Linked DNA regions of Mus musculus: region 1 is linked to region 2. The links are chromatin contacts, called in public Hi-C maps. All regions are on one chromosome and are shown on one strand. Each heading gives the region's core, a stretch centred on a gene start, on an enhancer-like site or on the middle of the called end of the contact. The rest is flanking DNA. Distances are from core to core; before and after follow the strand shown.

What was found. A called contact is a pair of places that touch in the nucleus more often than the background predicts.
Region 1: a contact with region 2 is called in a Hi-C map of liver, with 8 times the contacts expected there. The contact joins the enhancer-like site here to the promoter of Platr4 in region 2. A contact is called at or near these places in 16 of 484 Hi-C or Micro-C datasets (the G1E-ER4 cell line, the HL-1 cell line, embryonic stem cells and 2 more), 14 of 115 datasets of contacts at active chromatin or transcription factors (embryonic stem cells, extraembryonic endoderm stem cells, hepatocytes and 2 more) and 3 of 9 other capture datasets (adipose tissue, embryonic stem cells and liver).

The regions. Positions count from the first base shown.
Region 1 is chr3:41,589,410-41,595,266 of GRCm38.p6, forward strand. Jade1 (jade family PHD finger 1) reads left to right here. Exons shown (of 11, transcript NM_001130184.1): 4 at 2,274-2,431; 5 at 4,358-4,545. Among named protein-coding and RNA genes, the nearest start is that of Jade1, 37 kb to the left of the region's middle. Within about 2 kb of position 1,747, at least 47 of the 459 cell types and tissues checked have an H3K27ac peak or open chromatin away from gene starts, as enhancers often do. A contact at or near this core is called in adipose tissue, hepatocytes and liver, where this site is marked.
Region 2 is chr3:41,488,714-41,494,624 of GRCm38.p6, forward strand. It overlaps Platr4 (pluripotency associated transcript 4), which reads right to left and starts at 4,486. Exons shown (of 2, transcript NR_040385.1): 1 at 4,375-4,486; 2 at 1-1,023.

The DNA of each region.
Region 1 (5,857 bases), core at 497-2,996, 98 kb after region 2:
ATTTGGCAACAAGCCAATGTGACTCTGGGAGTTTCGTTATGCTTAAGGCTTTCCCCGTCTTTCCCAATTTGTTTTCACATTTTATGTTTCCCTGATGCCCTACGTTTCGTTGTTCATTTCCCTGCTAAAATCATTTTTAGAGGCATCTGTCTCCCGCCAGCCTCGGTTGCTTAGGGGCCCCGTTGTCCTGAGACCTGCTTTCTCTGCGGCCATTCCGAGGCGCCGGGCATTGAGACCCAGGTGTCTCAGCCTGTCGGGTTCTCAGGGAAAGCTGTGGGAAAGTTGTTCTGGCATTGCACTGTTTGTGGGATGAGCTCAGTTGGCTTGTGGTGTGGTGGTCACACAGCGACAGGTGTTTCTCAGAGTCCCTTCCCATGCTGCCCCCATATAGCTGGAGAGTGCCTTGTCTAGGAGCGGAGGAGTTTCCTGGAGATGGAGTAACATCCCCTGCCAGAAAGCACTTAAGAGACCTGTTCCAGCAAACACTCACGGACGGCTGCTGTGGCCAGTGCTGCTGGCCTGGTGTCTGTTTTGACCTACAGTGCGCACTTTATTTTTTTGTGACATCGGAACGTCTCTGCACCTGTATTTTACTCTGCTGTTAAGTCCTGAGTCAGCTCTTAACTGCTACTACACCTTTCTGGTGTCCATACTATACTGCTGTTACTTCAGCCTGGGAGTGGGATTGGAGCCCTCTGAGCAGCAGGCACCACACCCTGTCCTTGCCTGGTCTGTGTCAAATCTTCTGAGTGCAAAGTGCTTTGTACGTAAAGCACTCGGGTAGCCGTCACCCCTGCCCTTGGTGTCTACTTGGCACTGAGCTTTGGGCCAGAGCCTCTCCCAGGTCTGTAGGAATGGAGCTGCCTTTTCTCATCTCCTTCCTCAGTCTGCCTTCCTTTCTTTGGCAAATTTGCGTGTTTTCTTGTACAGCTTAGCTGGGCTCTCTTTTACCTGATTTGCTTGGTGTGGACTCACAACTTTGACCTCAAAGCCCTTTTCCTTGGGGTTGGGTTGCTGTAGGCTTATGATCAGGGGCTTTTGTCTCATGGTGAGATCTTTGCAGAAGGGACACAGTCAGTCTGTTGCTTAATGGGACTGTAGATGTTAAGAGTGGCATCCTGGCACAAGACCAGTATTGACAATGACAGCGAGAGAAGCGGCCTTTTAATTCAGACCCTACCCCGTACTTTCATAAGATGAAGTTTATTAAAGAGAACACCAGTCTGAAAAGCCAACAGGTGTATACTGTGACCCGTGCTTAGCAGCACAAGAAAGCGCTTCCTGTCCCGAGTGAGGGAGTGCATTGCATCTCTGTGGCTCTGTACACTGAGCAGAGCATCTGGATCCAGGCGCATGCTGCTCGTGATACATGGCAGGGCTTCCTGGTACACACATCCTCACATGGCAGTGGGCTGAGGACAAGGCCGGAGAGGGAAGCAGCTGTGTGGCCCTGGCTGCCAGACAGGGTGCTGTACGGTCAGTCAGCCTCGTCGATTCGGATGGCAAGGGCCCATGAGTCAGGGGTGCTGCCTCCCCACAGTTTGCTTATCTTTGCTGTCTGTGATGAGTTAGGGTGCTTTCTTAGAAGGTGGGCACAAGCTGAGTCTTGATGGCAGTGAAAACAGGGTTGGTTCTGTCTTTCCACAGAAACTTGCTTCCAGGGCTGACGGCATCCTGTGACGTGGGACAACAGGGCTCTAGTGTTCCACTCCTAGATGTTTGCAGGCCTGCATTTCTGCCTGCTGTCAGCCAAAGTGGACCTTGCTCTCACCACCCGCCTGCCCCATGTGCTAGCACTTCAGGAGATTGGCCGCTTCTTTAGCAGTTAGTTTAGAAGATAGTGACCTCTACCGGGTGGTTCTAGATTCTGCCTTGAGGTTAATTGGCTAATGAAGTTTTGTTTTAAAACATGGGCTCGAAAGAGAGCTCTCCGTAGTGGCTTGTCATTCCCTGAAGGATTTCCAAGAGCCTGTGTTCAGCAGCCCTTGGTGAATTGAGAGGTCTTGGAGAGGGGAGCGGTTGTGTTTTGTGCAACAGTTATGTTGAGTCGATACAATCACTGCACCCTCTGCTTGTGTCGGCTGAAGGAGCTGGAGCCCACTTCAGTCCTGGGCGAGGGGAAGGAGTGTCGGGTGGAGTGAAGGGTTTCTGTAACAGGGCACTCTTACTCTGTTGATACCGTGACCTTGTTATGGGCAGCTCCATGGTGCCCTTGCAGCTGCCAGTGCTCTGAAATGAATGCCTGTGCCACTGTCCCTTTCTCGTCTCCCCAGGTGTTTAGGACCGACCTGATCACTGCCATGAAGTTGCATGACTCCTACCAGCTGAACCCGGATGACTACTACGTGCTGGCTGATCCCTGGAGACAGGAGTGGGAGAAAGGGGTCCAGGTGCCTGTGAGCCCAGGGACCATCCCACAGCCTGTGGCCAGGTAGGCACCCTGGATAGACGCGTGCTTCTCTGCTCTCCTCCCTGCAGGCATAGAAGCTGAGAGTTAGCGCTGTAGTAACATGAGGCCTCACAAGAGGCAGAAATGTAGAAACTGTTCAGGCGCTGAGGGCGGTGAGTCAGAGGGCAGTGGCCTCTGAATTTAGCACATTATCGCAGGGGGTGAGCCCTCTTACTGGAGAAGAGAAGGTCCAAGATGTTTTTGGGAATGACCGACTAGGCGAAGTCTGATGTTACTGTCTGTTTCTCTCTGCATTCTATGTCACTTCACTGAGTGGCTTAGTGGGAGCCGTGGTGGCCTTGGTGCTTCGGGCAGTGGCTGATTGTATTTTAGGAGCTGACAGTGTCCGATGAGGAATTTGAGCTGTGGACAGGCTCTTTGCAGACGCTGGTGTTTCCTCTTGATCTCCTGCCGTGTCGCTCACCTCTCCCAACATGTCCTCGATCTTCCTTTGGGACAGGCTGTGTCGAGTTGGTACCTTTTTTCCCCACTTTTGCATATGAGGATGGAGTGCCCGATAGCTCTGCCAGCATCTGGCTGGCTCCTTGCTGTGTGAAATAGCCTCTCTTACCATGGATGAGTATGGACTAAATTCACTTCTTGGCCCTTAACTCCTTAGACACTTGATTGGTTTGATTACCATCATTTTGGGATCTCTGTTCAAATTATATGATAGTATACTATGGCTAGACAGGCATAGGTGACCACCAGGAGTCACCTGCTTCTTCAGATGAGGGTCATGGCCTGTGAAGCGGGTCTCAGGGCGCACAGGATGGGGATGGTCCCTTTTGGCCAGCACCGGCAGGCTGTCAGTCTAGGAAGCCGTGCCAAGGCAGGATGAAATGACTTCATAATAGATAGACTGGAGCGTTTCACTTGATACCTGTTCTTGCTCAAGCAGGAGAAATACATCCAGTTTGTCTGCCCATCTCTGTCACACAGATAAGTTCTTCCTGTCAGTTCCAGGGTGAATAACGTATAAACTCTGGGCATCCTGTTGGTGTGAATGTATGTGGTCAAAACCAGACGTGGCAGGACTGTGACCACAGAGCCTCTGCTGGGCTCCTGGCCCGAGCTGATTTGCTCCTTTTGTGCTGTCCCTAGTCTGGCTAGGGTGAGGTGGAATTCTCCCGTGCTCACAGCTTGTAAGGGGGTGGTGGTAGAGGAATTGTCTGGGGCCATATGTTCATGGACCATGGGCTCTGGCGCTTAGAATAAAGGAATGGCAACAGCCCAAAGTTCTCCCTCAGTCTTTTTGGAAGGTGAGAATTCAGAGGTGTCCCTTGTGGTCCTCAGCGTGTGCTGTGCACATCCAGCTTGTGGCTGTCCCTGCCGTCTCTGTTCCTGAGAACTCAGTGCTTAGCAAGTTCGTCCCTGTTCTGACAACTTCCGGGGGGCAATGAGCAAGCACCAATAATGGAAAGGGATTTAGAAACCAACCCTTGAAATATCTTTTCTTTTAAAATAAATTTATTTATTTATTTATTTTGTTTTTTGACACAGGGCTTCTCTGTATCGCCCTGGCTGTCCTGGAACTCACTCTGTAGACCAGGCTGGCCTCGAACTCAGAAATCTGCCTGCCTCCGCCTCCCAAGTGCGGGATTAAAGGCATGCACCACCGGTGGCCGGCTTAAGTTTATTTGTTGTAGTTTGGGAGCAGACTCTGTTGGAGATGTGGTAGGGTGTTGTGCTGGGAAGGAGATGGCTGTGGAAGGCTGCAGCATCTGCTTCCATTCTGGGTACTTTGAAGATTTCTAGCTGAGGTGTTGCTCTCATTTGGTTTCAAATTCTTAGACTATATGAACATAGGGATGGTCTGGCTTGGGGGTTGGAGGAGGAAGTTGCCCCTGACAGTTTCTTCTACAGGACAGAAAGGGTAATCTGGCTGTTTGTTTTCTTATTAACCAGGGTTGTGTCTGAAGAGAAGTCTCTCATGTTCATCAGGCCCAAGAAGTACATCGCGTCGTCCGGCTCTGAGCCCCCAGCGTTAGGCTACGTCGATATCCGGACTCTGGCAGACAGTGTGTGTCGGTATGACCTCAATGATATGGATGCTGCGTGGCTGGAAGTAACCAATGAAGAATTTAAGGAGATGGGTGAGACTGTTACTTCATTAACTCACATTGGAGAGAGGGCTGGTTAGTCCGCAGTGACTCATATAGAGTCCCTGAGAGGTTGGAGCTCACTGTCACAGCCACCTATGTCACCAGAGTCCCAGCTCTTTGGAGACCAGATTGCTTGTGTGGCTTTGGCACTTGCAATGAGACATACAGTCCACTTGGAGCTCCTAGCGCAGTGGTGGACTGCGGGGCGGAAGCCTGACTTGTTTCTGACTTGAATTCCTGTCCCCGTCTGCTTCTACCCTTACTTACCATACAGGAACTGCAGCCCAGGGAGCAGGAGGACTGGGCCAGTGCCCTGCTCCTCTTTACTGCTGTGATGCCAAAGTCCCATTTTTACTGCCTGCAGCCTGCTGTTTCTCAGACGGAGCCTACAAAGTCAGCTTCAAACCCTCTTGTTTTTACCTCTTTAACTCTTTCCTGGCTTTCTGAGTGAGGTGTGACCCTGGCTGAGAGCCCAGACTTGGATAGTTTCTCTGCTGGGTTGGACCTTAAGACCTCAGTTACCCGCATTTCATGGTGTGGAGGCTGAGGTGGTCTCCTTATGTTCTAGCCTTTCTTCCCCAGGGTTGTTATAAAAGTTTGTCTGGAGTGTCCGTGAACTCAAGTTTAAGACATTTGTGTGGTGGAAGCAGGGTTGGGAAGTGTGACTTGGGCACATTGTGACAAGTCACGTGTGTTTGGCTTCAAAGGTTGGAAGGGCAAGGGCTGTTTAAAGTTGTGTTCCCATGGAGCCTGTCTCAGCCTGGACTCTGATAGCAGCTTTTCCTGCTGCCAGCCAGTTGATGGGACTGACCATGACTGAGCTGGGAACGTTGGTATTTTCTACTGGTTAGTTACTGAGATGTGTCAACAAAGTAGATTTTCTTGCTCTTGTTCCCTGCTTTAAGTATTACTGGTCAGAACAGTAGCAAGCCAGGGATGGTTTTAGAATCTGTTTAAAAGGAACTCTCCTGTAACTAAATGATGTATTATGCCACTGTAGAAGATTCAGTTTTGTCTTTTGAGCTGGCCAAATGCTTTACACCGCCTGTATAAAACCACCCAGAAAACTGACTCATTTGGCAAGTTGTAGGTGTCCAGTTCAGGATCCAGCCGAAAGATTGGCAATTCAGTGGTTTAAATACTAAGAACTCATGTGTTCACAGCTGTGAGTGCAGGGCAGCTGTGAGTGCAGGACAGCTGTGAGTGCAGGGCAGCTGTGAGTTCAGAGCAGCTGTGAGTTCAGAGCAGCTGTGAGTGCAGGACAGCTGTGAGTGCAGGACAGCTGTGAGTGCAGGACAGCTGT
Region 2 (5,911 bases), core at 3,236-5,735:
AAATCATTTTAAAAATTGACAAATCCATTTATAGGTCAATAACCATCTCCTAATTTATTGGGTTAATAAATTCAGGATTTGGAGCAGTTAGATTTTCCTGGCATTTTTATTGTAGTAAAACATATGTAGCATAAAATTTGCCATTATAACCAATTTTTGACGGCGTTAAGGACATTCACACTGATGCAGTCGTCACCATCATTCATCTGCAGAACACTCCGGAGCGTTTTCTCAACTGTCCCAAGCTCTCAACATTGAACACGAACTCCCTATCCCTCCTCTTACTCATTTTATTCAGTCTAAATATGTATTCCTTCCAGGACATGTGTCCTGCAAATATTCTCCCCCATCCTGTAGGTTGCCTTTTTCCTTTGATGCACAAACTTTTCAAGTTTGGTGCTGGTTTTGCAGCTCAGAGGCAGAACATTTTCCTAGTGCACAGAAAGAAGTGTTTTCATTTTCATAAAGAATGAAGCTCAGTTTGTCCCAGAAGCATTTCTGCTTGGTGTTTGGAGTGCGGAATAGGAGTAGCTGGTTTGCTTGTTTGTTTGTTTGTTTGTTTCTCTTTGCATTTTGGAACAGCAAGGACAACCGCCACTCACCTTTGCAGAAGGTATAATTGACAGGCGTCACGCTCCGTACTTTTTGAAACTAAAATATATTACTGACTCTTTTGCATAATGATTTCCCATTAAATCTTCCTTTGAATACTTCTGGAAATGTCTTAGAAGGACAATCTCACGTGCTCCAGAACAAACGTCTTGTTCCATTTCTGTTTTTCCACTTCAGGCTCCTTTATTTTGCCTGGGCTACTGTTGACCCTCGTGGGGTTTTAACATCGCTGATGTCCTCTAACTGTGCTTGCTTTTGACGCCTCTCAAGTGCCCTCTCCATCCTGAACCAGGTACCTCGGGCTCCCTTGCGCAGAAACCTGTCACTTTCCTGCCCTGGAGAAGTCACAGAGACTAGCAAAGCCCATGATGGACTGAGTGCTGAGTTGCAGGTTAGGGACCCAAAGTCCTGCTAAAGAAAATATTGACACATGCTAAGTGTATAAAAGACTTTGTTCAGAACCACTGTGAAAGGTGTCAAGATTATTACAAGTGGGGAGAAGACTGGGCTCTCCTCCAAACACAACAAGGGCAGGATTCATAACCAAAGAGTGAGTGCTTCTGTGAACAGAAAGGCCAGAGAATGGAAAATTACATCAAGGGCTCCTAGTTAAACTGACTCAGTAGGATTCTTGTAGAAGATGGGCTATAGTTATCAGGTGCCAAAAGGACAGAAGGAGGAATTTAATTAGATAGTCAGATTGCCTCTGAATGACTCAACTTAATTCTTAGAACAATGAGTGCAGGTTAGGAACCTGGGGACAGCCTGCTAAAGAAGAGAACTTGACAGGAAGCCTGACTATAAAGTTCATTCCAGAGAGAGAACCTCTGTCCACCTTTTCCCCACTACCCCCTTCAAAGCAGGAAGACCCAGTGCAGCCCAGGGACAATTTCCTGTGACACATGTGTGGTTACTCTACTCTGATACTGTTTGCAAAATAATTCTGGTCTAATTAGAGTTGTCCTGGTCACTACATCAATAAAACACAAATGGTACAGAGCCACATTGGTATTTAGAGTTTTCTTGGCTGGTATTTTCCATATGGATTCAGACTATATTTTTTAAATGCTTCCTAGGAAGTCAGGGAAACGGCTCAGTGAGGTAAAGTTCTTGCTATGCAAATGTGAGACCCTAAACTGAAATCCCCAGCATCCACGTAAAAGTTGGGCAAGGTAGCTTGTAAGCCCAGTTCTGTCAGGGCAGACACAGGGGGATCCATGGACATGCCTGGCCAGCCAACACAGTCGGATCTGTGAATTTCAGGCTCGTTCGTAAAAAATACTATGGGACCAGACTTGGCTCAGTGATTGAAGATGTCTGCCACCAAGCTTGATGACCTGAGTTCAGTAGAAAGAGAGAGTTGATTTCTGTATGTAGTCTTCTGGCCTTTGTGTGAATAACACACACAGATACTACACACAAAGCCCCTTGACACTAGGAAGCCATACCAGAACAAGGCTTGGGACTAGTTCTTTCTCTTGAATGCTTCTTTTCCTAGGTGGCACAAAAGATACACTGCCCTTCTCCTGAATACACTTTCAAACTCCCTTAACCTGTCTGATCCCTGTTGGGTGCTTTGTCAGGGAGGTGCATTAGGGGAGGCGACCCTAACCTAAGGTCACCTCGCCCAGTTCTGCAGTAAGTTATTATAACCGTGTGGTCATATCTGATGTTTCTACCACTTTCCTGTTATACTCTGTCACAAAGGGGACGCGTTCTCACTGAATGTGTTGCAAATAATAAGATTACCATGGAAATAGGAATATTCAATCAGAATTTCTGAATTTGGAAAGGATCAAGCAAAGAGAAAAATGTGTTTCATTTCTGTTTACAAAGGTATAATCATTGCCATGAGTTATAGATAGCTTAGGATTAAAAAAAAAAGTTCCTTATAACTCCCTCCCCCACCTCCGCTACAAAACATCAAAGAATTAAAAAATACCCAAACTAAAGGCAATAATCCCCCTTCATCAGTTGCCCACTGCAAGGCAGTTAGCCTGTGCTTGCTCCGCTTGACCTCAAGGCAGCAGCTTTATAAGATGAATGAGCTTCTTGCTGTAGTTGGAAGTCCTAACTGTAGGGGCCAGGCTCACAGCCACCACACTGTGAACCCTGGGTGCCTGCCTGCCAAGTTCCTTTCCTTGAGTCTCTGAAACATTCCCTGCTTTTGAAAGCAGGAGTTCATTCTAGAGCTATAGCGTAGGCTGGCCTAGAACTCTGTGTATAGTCCAAGCTAGCTCCAAACTCGCCATGTACCTGCCACTGCTTCCTGAGTCCTGACGATGCAGACATATACCGCCTTGCCAGCTCACTGACAGTTATTTTATTTATTATTATTTTTGTGTGTGTGTGTGTGTGTGTGTGGAGTATTGCTCAGAGCAGATTGCAGTAGATAATCAGAGTAAAACAGTAACTATCTGTGGAAGGCAAAACTTGTAGCATGGTCATGCTTAAAGACTTAATGAGAGTTTGTGCAATAAGATATTTAGGGGTCTGGGGAGATGGCTCAGTGATTAAGTGTACTGGCTGTTCTTCCATAGGGCCCAAGTTCAATTCCAAGCACCCACATGGTGGCTCATAACCATCTGTAACTCCAGATCCCGAGGATCTGATGAACTCTTCTGGCCTTCTGGGGCACCAAGCAAGAATGTGACAAATAGACGTACATACAAAATATTCATATGCATAAGATGTATGAATTAATTTTTATAAGAAACTTAGTTATTTCTCTGAAATATTTTATTTTTTGATATTTCTCTTTTGTTTATTTTGAGACAGGGTCAGGGTCTCTTAAAGCCCAGAGTAGCCTCAAACTCTCCACGAAGTCTGCGAATGACCTTGAACTTCTGATCCTCCCACACCCATGGCTGCTGGCTAGAGCTCTTTCACCATGCCTGGTTTTGGCAACCAAAAGATTAGCTGAATCCAGGACATTCTGGCTGCTGGCCAGCACTGTACCAACCAAACTACACCCCCAGCCTTTGTTTACTTTTTTTCCCCTAATCTTCTTTAAGAGGGTTTTCAAACTGACCTCAAATTTTTCTTTTCTTTTTTCTTTTTTCCTTAGGATTTCTCCCCCCCCCTTTTTTTATATATAGTCAACTTTTTAAACAATTTATTTATTTATGTATTTGTATGCATGTGAGTACACAGTTGCCGTCTTCAGACACCCCAGAAGAGGGCACTGGATCCCATTACAGTAAGCCACCATGTGGTTGGTGGGAATTGAACTCAGGACCCCTGGAAGAGCAGTCAGTGCTCCCAACCACTAAGCCATCTCACCAGACCTCTTTAGGGTTTTCAAGATGATTTTTGTAGCTCTGGCTGACCTGGAATATATTGTGTAAACCAGGCTGGCCTCAAATTCAGAGACCACCTCCCTCTGCTTCTGCCTCTTGAGTGCTGGGATTAAAAACGGGTTCTATACACACACACACACACACACACACACAGAGAGAGAGAGAGAGAGAGAGAGAGAGAGAGAGAGAGAGCATTGATATCTAACTTTTCAAGCTCCCTCCCCCTTTCCAAATTCTAGGACCACAAACAGGCATGTGTAGCGGTACTTTGGCTAACCACGTTGCTCCCGGATGGTCACATGTGCTCGCTTCACCCCACCCTCCCCACACACACCAGTTACTTTTAATACACCTTTACTAGCCCAAAGGCTGGGCAGTTCTAATCCTTCCCGCAGCTAGCAAACAATCCCCTCTGTTACTCCCGAGTAAACATCTTTTAAAATCTCTATTTTATCTCTGCTACCTCAAACACAGCTGTGGAAGTGGCCCGTGTGGCCACTTTCCCTGATTCTCACATGTCAGCTGGCCTTTAGGTCTCCTCTTCCTTCTTCCCCATCATGGCGATCTCTTTCTCCTCCCTCTCTCCCGGCTTGCCTCCAAGTCCCGCCTCAGTCTACCTGCCCAGCCATTGGCTATTGGTTCTATATTGATCGACCAAAAGCCAATTGAGAACAAGGACCTTCAGGGTTTGGCCCTGCAGATTCCCGATTTAGGGGACTGAATTAATTCAAAGCATTAGAACCAATTCCCAACAGGCATGTGTCAAGCTATGCACACAATTTTAACATAACAACTCCAAAACTAAAATTACGGTTGGTAGTATGAAAGTGAATATATAATGAGCAATGAGAAAATTAATTATCTATGGATTATCATGTAATTTCTGAAATATTTATATCAATGCTTACCTGTAAAATATGATGTAGGGTTATCTTTATTGAGGTGGGGAACTTGCCCATTGCAGTGGCACTAGTCCTTGGGAAGGGGATTCTGGGTAGTGTAAGAGTGGAGAACGCAATCTGACCTCAATCATGTGAGCAAGCCTTCGGTGCAGTCCGCTCTTGACTGCAGATACAATGTTATCGCAAACTCCCGCCTCTGTGGCTTCTCCACACAGTTCCACACCAGAGCTGTGTGCTAGAACAAACCCTGTCTCCTCCATGTTGCTTCCGTCCGAGCATTTTATCACTGCAAGACTTAAGAAGCCATCAACTTAAAGAAAATCAAATTCTGCTTTTGTTCACAGCCCTGTGCCTCTGTGGTGCATTTTCACCATTGTTTGGTGAAATTTTTCCCTTTAAAAATAAAACCTTGCTAGACGGTGGTGGCGCACCCCTTTAATCCCAGCACTTGGGAGGCAGAGGCAGGCGGATTTCCGGGACTACACAGAGAAACTCTGTCTCGAAAAAAACATTAGATAGATAGATAGATAGATAGATAGATAGATAGATAGATAGATAGATAGATAGATAGATAGATAGATAGATTAAAAAAAAACCTTATGTGACATCAATGAGAGGAGAGGTCCTTGGTCCTGTGAAGGCTCCATGTCCCAGTGTAGGGGAATGCCAGGACAAGGAAGCTGGAGTAGGTGGGTTGGTGAGCAGTGAGGGGGGATAGAATAGGGGGTTTTCAGAGGGGAAATGAGGAAAGGGAATAACATTTTAAATGTAAATAAAGAAAATATATAATAATAAAATAAATGAAAAATAAAATAAAATAAATAAAACGTTATAAATAAATCCATTCAATCTCAGTCACCTTCTTTGAGCCCATGAAAATACACATTCAGGTCCTGTCTTACACTTCTCTTTCTTCTTGTGGAACAATTGGCCATTTCAATTTAGGAAAAAAATCATTCTCTTGCCTCTTTAACAGAAATAAATCCTGCATTCTTTGAATGATTTTTCTGTGACGTTATTTCTCTTCACCTTCATTTTTTTCTAGTGTTTTTATTTATATGTGTTGATTTTAGTTTTTCACAGTAAAATACGAAGTAG